Linked DNA regions of Mus musculus: region 1 is linked to region 2. Evidence: chromatin contacts called from public HiChIP or PLAC-seq data. All regions are on one chromosome and are shown on one strand. Each heading gives the region's core, a stretch centred on a gene start, on an enhancer-like site or on the middle of the called end of the contact. The rest is flanking DNA. Distances are from core to core; before and after follow the strand shown.

The links. HiChIP or PLAC-seq counts read pairs in DNA pulled down with a chosen protein or histone mark.
Region 1: a CTCF HiChIP or PLAC-seq map of the NIH/3T3 cell line shows a contact between it and region 2, with 5 read pairs. The contact joins two enhancer-like sites. A contact is called at or near these places in 2 of 15 datasets of contacts at CTCF or cohesin (both in the NIH/3T3 cell line) and 1 of 9 other capture datasets (pancreatic islet).

The regions. Positions count from the first base shown.
Region 1 is chr6:90,358,382-90,363,086 of GRCm38.p6, forward strand. Uroc1 (urocanase domain containing 1) reads left to right here. Exons shown (of 20, transcript NM_144940.2): 18 at 524-605; 19 at 3,070-3,169. Among named protein-coding and RNA genes, the nearest start is that of Zxdc, 8.8 kb to the right of the region's middle. Within about 2 kb of position 2,115, at least 164 of the 459 cell types and tissues checked have an H3K27ac peak or open chromatin away from gene starts, as enhancers often do. A contact at or near this core is called in the NIH/3T3 cell line, where this site is marked.
Region 2 is chr6:89,878,248-89,882,787 of GRCm38.p6, forward strand. No RefSeq gene overlaps it. Among named protein-coding and RNA genes, the nearest start is that of Vmn1r43, 10 kb to the left of the region's middle. Within about 2 kb of position 2,849, at least 22 of the 459 cell types and tissues checked have an H3K27ac peak or open chromatin away from gene starts, as enhancers often do. A contact at or near this core is called in the NIH/3T3 cell line, where this site is marked.

The DNA of each region.
Region 1 (4,705 bases), core at 865-3,364, 480 kb after region 2:
CTCAGCATTGCTCAGTCAAAACAAAAAAATGTTGGGCAGGAATGCCTCCTGGGTAGAGAGCTGAGTGTGATAATAAGCAAATTTATCTAAGTCATCTAAAAACTTGAGTCAGAGTGACTTCTGGATCTCTCTGGAAAGCTTTATCTGAAGCAAAACTACTTGGAGGAGAGCTACAAGCATTTAAAGGGACAGCACATTCATTAGCTGAGGGGGTCACCTCTCAAGTCCCGCTGCCAACGTAGGGATCTCACTTCTCTGATGGAATCAGAAAGTGTCATTTCTTTGTAATCCCTGCCCTAGGCATGGATGAGAATTCAGTGCTAGAGAGTGTAGCTGTAGTGAAGGATAATAGGTACAGCTGGACTTTGTCCATTTCTCCTGCTTCCTCTGTTTCTAGACTCCCCTGTCTCTGTTCCCCCACTTCCCTGACACATTGTTCTTCAGTCCCAAGAATTAGCATAAGCCTGGCCCTCAGCACGACCTAGTGCAAGGAATGATGGCACACGCTTCCCTTTTTCTGTAGACATGGCCGTGCAGAACTTCGTGGGAGATGCCTGTCGTGGTGCCACCTGGGTTGCACTTCACAATGGAGGGGGTGTAGGCTGGTAAGAAGACATCAGAAAGCAGGCTGTGGGCTGATATGGAGAACATGCGGTCCTCTTGGGGCAGGGGCAGGTCTGGGGGCCTGCAGTTCTCGGACTTAGGTCTCTGACCACTTGTTCTATTGAGGGCTTTGTGTGAATACATTCCTCATGTGAGCTGAGAACCAGGGGTCGGTATGTTGGGGTACAGAAGATGGAGGGACAGAAAGGGAGACTTGCATAAAGCAACTCCAGAGTTTGGCCTGTACCTATCATATAGGACACAAAAGTCAGCATGAGTAACAGCCACATTCATTTCCGTATTCCCATTCCCACTATAACTATCTCTGTTTAAAGAGTGGGAGTGCATGGTTGCCAGGACAACAGATTCTAGGCTTCCCACTCTTCCACTCTTATAGCTATTCACACAGGTCACTTTCCAGCCAGCGCCAGGGCAGGGTCATTGGGGTCTCTATGATGGTCTCTGAGTTGGTCATCTTTCTGTTCCTGTGACAGTAGAAATCCCCAGCTTGTCACGAGGAAAGGCCTCTCTGGATCACAGCTTCACAGGTTACAGTTCATGGTCAGTTGACCACACTGCATATAGGCAGCACAGTATGACAAGAGCCTCTAGGAATGCAGGCAGAACCATTCATTCATGACAGGGAAAAGAAGAGGCCAAGATCTCATACAAAGGCACTTCTCAATGACTTGAAGACCTCCCATGAGACTCCCCCCCTTAAAAGTTCCACCACCTCCCACAAGCAAGCATCTAACATCCAAACTCTAGGGGACTCATTCTGATTGGCATTGGCCATTCCTCTGCTGCTGGAAATATTAACTCAGATTCCTCAGACAAGGTCTATTCAGCAGTATTCACCGATCTCTTTCAGTATTCCCTCTCCCAGAATCGAAGAAAAAACATAGGCTTTACAGATGAAGAAACTGAGGCTCAGAGGGTTTGCCTCTGCTAAGAAAGTGTCATGTCTGGGATTCCCAGAGCTGCTCAAAGCTGGAGCCCTGGCTGCTCTCAGCAGTCAGGGGCACTATGGCCTGTGAGAAAGACACACACACACACACACACACACACACACACACACACACACACACACACACACACAGAGGAGGGGGAAGGGCATAGGGGTGAGTATGGGCTGGATCCAGGCAAGCCTCTCTGTCCTGAAGAGCCAAGTCCTTTCATTAACCAGCTTCCCAGTACATTCAGACGTCTGGCTTGGCCTCGTGCCCACCAAGACTAAAATTCTTAGCTGCAACTCAGTCAGGTGGCTTTAATTAATGGAAAATGTGACCATAGCGCATGTCCTAGCTGGAGAAAAAACAGCACAGAGAAGAGCTCCCTGGTTATTATGTGCGGGAGAGGGGATGAGTGTGACTGTTAAAGAGACTGAAACTTGTCCCAAGCCTCACAAGACAAACAGCAGATGGTCTGGGAATTCGGCAGGGAGGATATGGGACCCAGCACCGCCAAAGGGGCCAAGGGACCTGGCTCACTAATGTTGCTTCTCCAAGAACAGACCACACCCAGTTCTGTGGCTTTATTTTCTTCCTTGTTTGGCAGGAATCTAAGAGTCTAAGCTCTTTGCCCTCAGGCTTCTTGACTTGCTTCTCCACTTCCTGGACTGTCTCCTAGTGTGCTGTTGAGAGGCTCTTCCCTGTGCAAGGTCACCACCCACAGCTGTGTGTCAAGTTTAGCTCACTCCATGGCCTTGGCCTCTTCGTACTCCCTCTTTTGGAGTGTCTGGTTGGTGACAGCTTGTGTGCTGTGTGTCCCCTTGGCACCAGTTGACTGCAGTTTCATGTGCTCTAGACTATGTCCGCAGGACATGGCCATTCAGTCAAGTCACTGAGTGGGAGCAACTGTACCTTAGCAAAGTCTTTTCTGGGCTATTTCTATAGGAAAGGATGGCATGTGGGTAGACTTCATATCATTTCACAGACCAGGCAAGCTCAGGTAGCCTCTGGGCAGTCAGTCATCTGGGCAACTAGCAGCCCACGTGGGGCACGGCAGCTTTCAGCCAGCCTTCCTGTGTGCCCATCTATTCCTTATCACCGCTTCTGTGGGCCCTGTGAAACAACCTCCCTCCCTTCTTTGAACACTATTGGAGACCAGGGTGTATGTAACTCAGCACCAGAGCACTTGGCCAGCATGTACACAGCCTGAGTACAATGAGAAAGATCGTTTCCCATTCTGATGGACAAACAGGCATCAAGCACAAGGTGATGGGGGAGGGTGGAGGTGTGGGGGGAGGGGGCTTCTTGGGAGATACATGAAGTGGGAAAGACCGACTCAGAAGCATAATTATTTGAGAAGCCAGGATGTAGCTGCTCTGTTCTGCTGGTCACATGGCTTTATGAGGTAGAGGTCAATATGACAAGGCTTCCCCAATGCTGGTGCCTGAAGTCTTGCAAGCATTCCTGCTCCGGGCAAGTTGACACAGTTAGCTGAGAACTGTTCTGTCTCTTGCAGGGGTGAAGTCATCAATGGGGGATTTGGCCTTGTTCTAGATGGAACTGCAGAGGCTGAGCAGAAAGCCAGGATGATGCTCAGCTGGGATGTCTCCAATGGTGTAAGTCCCCCTGAACTCTTCAGCTCCTCAATACCCCCTCTCCTACAAGGCTCTGCTTATCCAAGTTGGAAGTCTGTACTGCAGTTCTCGCCCTTCCCCAGTAAGGACTCCATTCCAAGTCCTTCTAAGGCTCCCTCTTTTTTAAAAGGTTTATTTTTTATTTGAATGTGTGTGTGTGTGTGTGTGTGTGTGTGTGTGTGTGTGTGTGTGTGTACCGTGCGTGTTTCATATCCTCAAGGGTCAGAAGAAGGCATCAGATCCCTTGGAACTGGAGATACTGTTGTGAACCACCATGTGGATGCTGGGAACTGAACCTAGGTCCTCTGGAAGAGCAGCCAGTGCTCTTGACTGCTGAGCCATCTCTCTAGACCCCAGGGATCCCCTTTCACCATCCCTTCCCAACTGTTTTTCCACACTTTCCTTTGGTTATCCTTGTCTCTGGTCTCACCCTGCAGTATAGCTTCTGTGCATGCAGATGGACCCTGGCGGGCTCAGTCCTGCCTCCTGAAGCATCCCCTGCACTGGTGGGGGCTGCGATGGAATCCAGTGCCTCAGGCATGCTCACCCCATCATTTTGCTGTAGCCAGATGCCAAGATCTCCCTTTTAAGGCTCATCTTTCACTGCTTGGTGTTGCTGTGCTGGGTGGGCTTGGCCTGTGCCCAACAGTTACACCAACCCTCACTGCCACTTTTGAAGGCAGCCAAAGAAGCTAGATAAACCACATTTTAGAAGCTAGATAAACCTTCAGTACTGCCATTATGGCCCATCTTTGCAGTAGCACAGCATCCTGAAGGGGAAATGGGGCAGATTCCTCTCCCAAACCACATCTCAAACAGCCCAGATTGGGAGAATGGAGGTCAGGCAACGATGAAAAAGGGTATATAGGGTGTGAGCAAGCTGAGGAGGGATTCCAGAGCAAAGGACCAGAGTGCAGACTGTAGCTCTGGATGACAGAGGTTGTACCCAGAGGCAGGTGCAGGCAGGGAGGCTCTGATAGGGACACTCACCAGGATCCACTAACTTCAGCACTTCAGCAGGAATCAGGGCTCCTCATCCTGACACTAGGAGTTGCAGTAAGATATAGGGTTTCCTCTTAGGAGACCCCACTGTCAATGGTATGGATATAGGTCAGGGGGTAGCTTGGTGATGGTTGGTGGCAGCTTGATGGGAAGGCTCCATGGCCATCACTTAGGACAGACCAGGCTCAAGGGAGGAAGCAGGCCAAGGATGAGGATGGTGATGAGGCTGGTGACAAGGATTCTGAAAGGAGAAAGGATGAATGAGTTCTAGGGATGAGCTCATTCTGACCAGGCAGTGCCCTCTATAAATGTCACGTTGGTCATTCTTCGGGATGGGAGATAGGGCTGGTTTCAGATTGAAAAGAGGATTAGTCACTTATATGTTCCAGGTAAGAGAGCAGAGGTCTGAGCTGGGTAGACACAAAGGAGGCTCTGAAATCCCCAAATAGAAATGGACAGAGTTTGGGAAGCAGAACACCATGTGCAGATAGATCCCTGTGATCTTGACACCAATGC
Region 2 (4,540 bases), core at 1,599-4,098:
AGAAGAGGAGAGGAATCTCTGAGATGAGGCATCCAAACATCCTTCACACCATCTCTGGCCTTGGCATTGGTTTTGGGTCTATGGGACCTCATCAGATCTTGCCCACATCTCAGGAACAGGATTGGACCCTAGAGGACAGGAACAATAAGAATGTTGTAGACAAATGGGTGGAACTACAAAATATCACCATGAGTGAGGTATTTCAGACCTGAAAGTACATGCATGGTATATACTCACTAGTAAGTGTGTATTCACCAAAAATTAGAAAATACCCAGGATACAGAGCTCAAGAAGGTCAACATGCTGAAGATCCCAAGTGAGTACACCTCAATCCCAATTGGGAGGGAGAAGAAAATAATCACAGGAGGTGAGGTGGGAGAAACAACTGGGTGGGACAGAAGACTGGGAGGGGAAGTGAGAAACATGATCAGGTATTGGGTGGAGGAAAATGATTGGAACACTGAGGGCCAGCAAGAGACAACGGAAACATGCAACCTCTGGAGGTAGGAGGTAGGAGGTAGGAGGTAGGTAGGAGGTAGGAGGTAGGAGGTAGGAGGTAGGAGGTAGGTAGGAGGTAGGAGGTAGGTAGGAGGTAGGAGGTAGGAGGTAGGAGGTAGGAGGTAGGAGGTAGGAGGTAGGAGGTAGGTAGGAGGTAGGAGGTAGGAGGTAGGAGGTGGTAGGAGGTGGTAGGAGGTAGGAGGTAGGAGGTAGGAGGTAGGAGGTAGGAGGTAGGAGGTAGGAGGTAGGTAGGAGGTAGGAGGTAGGAGGTAGGAGGTAGGAGGTGGTAGGAGGTGGTAGGAGGTAGGAGGTAGGAGGTAGGAGGTAGGAGGTAGGAGGTAGGAGGTAGGAGGTAGGAGGTAGGAGGTAGGAGGTAGGTAGGAGGTAGGAGGTAGGAGGTAGGAGGTAGGAGGTAGGAGGTAGGAGGTAGGTAGGAGGTAGGAGGTAGGAGGTAGGAGGTAGGAGGTAGGAGGTAGGAGGTAGGAGGTAGGAGGTAGGAGGTAGGAGGTAGGAGGTAGGAGGTAGGAGGTAGGAGGTAGGAGGTAGGATGAACCCTCTAGAATGTACCAGAGGCCTGGGAAGTGAAAGACTCTCAGGACTCAAAGGGGAAAACTTAGAAGAAATGACCTACAGTGTGGAAAGGGAACTTGTAGAGTCCACCTCCAGTAGAAAGATAGGGTTTCAAGTGGGGGGATGGGGTTGCCATCCCACAGTCAAAAACTGACCCAGAATTGTTCCTGTATGATGGAATTGCAAGACAAAAATGGAGAAAAGCATGAAGAAAAGAGGTCCAGTGACGGGCCCAAATTGAGATACAGCTCAAGGGGAGAACAGAGGCACTGAGATTTTACTGATGCTTTGGTGTTCTTGCAGACAGAAGCCTAGAATGGATGTTCTCTAAGAGGTCCACCAAGCAGCTGAAAGTGTCATTTGCAGATATTTACACCCAACTATTGTACAAAAGTAGGTGATCCCTGTGGTTGAATTAGAGGGAAAATCTAGAAGAAGCTGTGGAGGGGTTTAACCCTTTTGGAAGACAAGTAGTGTCAACAAACCTGGACCCCCAAGATCTCTCAGACATTGAGCCACTAACCAGGGAGCATACGCCAGCTGATACGAGGCCCCTAACACATACACAGCAAGGGACTGTTGGGTCTTGAAAGTTAGTGAAGATGCGCCTCAACCTTAGGGGACTTGAGTCCCCAGGGAGGTCTGGTGGGGTAGGGGTGGGGTAGAGACCTTCTCTTGGAGATGGGAGGAGAAGGTATGGGGTGTGCAACAGTTGGAGGGTGGACTGTGAGGGGGAAAATTCTGGGCAGTAAAAATAGATTAAAGAATAAATAAAAGAAAAAACAGAAGAAGAGAAAGACAAGAGTCCTTCTACACTGCTGTGTCTGGTCAGCTGTATTCTCAGGTGTCCTAATTTCTTTCTGTTGTGGTAAAGCTATTACCAAAACCGACTTGGAGAGAAAAAGGGTTATTTCAATGTTTACTTTGCACATCACAGGTCATTTCTGAGGGAAATGAGGACAGAAACACACAGCAGGAACCTTGAGTCAGGAACTGAAGCAGAAGCCATAAAAGAACATTGCTTGCTTATGGTCTTGCTTCTGATAGGTTGCTTTCAAATACCACTAGTCCAAGGATGTGCCATCCACAGTGAACGGACCCTACCAAATCAATCATTAATCAATGAAACCTCCCACAGACTTGCTCACAAGACAATCAGGTGGAAGATTGAGCTTCTCGATTCCCACATGACCCTAGCCTGTGTCAGGATGGGGACTCCATATGGTTGTGTAGCAAAGCCTCATCTTCTGCTAATGTTGAGTTTCATCTTGAGCCATTTTCTTCCCGAGCTTGGGTCCTACCAGACTAGGGGCAGTGAGGAAATGAAAAAAGGACAGGCACACAAACACATACAGAAAAGCTGGGATTGGCTTGGGATCTCTGATGGAGAAGCCAAAGTACCCCATAAGCTGAGTGTGTATATTATATTCAGTTGAAAAAAGAAGTGGTGCTATTGAATACAGATAAACAAAGAAGCAGGTTATTGCATACAGTTGAACAGGGAGGCAAGTTTAGCCTCTCTCAGGAGGAACTGTCTCTGTAGGAGGCAGTCTTCAGGGTGTAAACATCTGGACAAGGGGAGGCTATGGTGAATATTTTCTGCACATTGACAACACTCCTACTTGGACCAGAGGAAGGCTTTGCCATTCCACTGATCTTTACCCTGGGAAGAATTTGACCTTACTATGGCTCTGGGCCACTGGTCATTGACAGTGCTGTGCCAATGGCAATTACACACATTCATTCTAGATTTGGCTAGTTCCCTACAGAATCATTCATGAGTCAGATCTTCCTTAACCTCTTGGAAATATTCAGTTCATTTGACTAATGGCACTGTCATGGTGGGAATGCATGTCAGTAAGCAGTAGGCTTGGCAGATGGAATATGAAACCAAGAACTCACATCTCTCTCTCTTATTTTTTCAAATGTGGAACAAGTTCACTAGTTTTATAGTGCTTCTTTCTGAATCTTACATGCAAGGTGACTAAGAAATATCCTTACAGAGTAAGAATTAATGCTTAGTCTTCTTGCTCCTTTCTTTAATATTTACATGCAATTTTAGCAAATCTTCAGACTAACCTTATCTGCCCTCTCAGACCCATGACAGTTTTTTCCCTTTTTCAGTGTTTCTAACACACCTCAGATGCAGCCTGTGACACTGTGCCAGACACAGTGTGCCCTAATGTCAATCCGCTGAGTTGGACAGCTTGTCTGTATCCATTGTGCTTCTGTCCTCAAATTTCTCTCTCTGCCTCTATGTATCTCTGTCTCTCTGTCTCTGTCTCTTTCTCTTTGTGTTTGTGTGTTTGTGGTATCTCTCTCTCTCTCTTTGTGTATATATATATATATATATATATATATATATATATATATGTGTGTGTGTGTGTGTGTGTGTGTGTGTGTGTCTATCCTGGATGTCCCATCTCCTATTTCCTACCTCATCACATTGGCCATAGGCTTCATTCTTTCCAGGTGATACTTTGAAGAGATTCTCAATACATAAAAGGAATTGAGATGATTAAAATGTAGACAAAAATATGTAATGAATTTAAAAAGTTTCATAACAATAAGAAAATTACAGCTGCAAAATAGCAACAAAATAATTTTATGGGTCTGGGTCTGTACAACATCAGGAACTGTATTAAAGGGCTGCAGTGTTAGGAGGGTGAGGACCACTGCTCTAGAACATCTTGTCTCACCTTCTTGTCAGCATCCTGTCTTAGTATATCCTGGTATTTCACTTTCATTCTATGACTCAGAAAGTTTCCCTCCAAGATGGAAGCCTTTTAACTGTGGAGGAAATGCTACATAACAGGCATAACATTTCAGCATCTCACTTACTACTTGTTTGAATTGGCCAAGTTGTTCAGTCTGCTCCTTCCTGTTTAGTTGTCAGCAAAATCTCTCTTATAATAGAGCTTGATTCAATACTAATGTGGGTTGAATGAGTAAATATATGTCAAACAGAGGTAATTGTGACTGACTGCAATTAATATTAATAAATATTGGGTAGTTTCATTAGAAAAAGATTAACAAAGTAGATGTTAGCATCAAGCTTATCTGTCTCTTCTCCTTGTTCTCAGTAAAGCCTTTTTCTACTATCCTTGATGAGAATTCACTATGTAAATTTAGAACATGCATAGTTTCTTCTGAGTACAAATATCTGAGACTGTGGTTTATAAAAGAATGAGGCTTATGTATAACCTAGAGTTGAGGATCAAGGACCCATATTGGCTCTGTTGAAAGCATCATGGTACATTGTAACTCATCAGAATTGTATACAGAATGGTACACTATAGGAATGAAGGAGAGTCATCAAGCTTGCTCTGTGAAACATGTCAACATTGAGACCTAACCAGGATTTCACTGGCAGTGCATCAGTTTTCTGAGTTCAGCCCCTTCAACTTGTCTGTGTTCTGGGTATCAACATAACTTCCCCTATAATCTCCTTGAAGACTGATCTTTGATAACA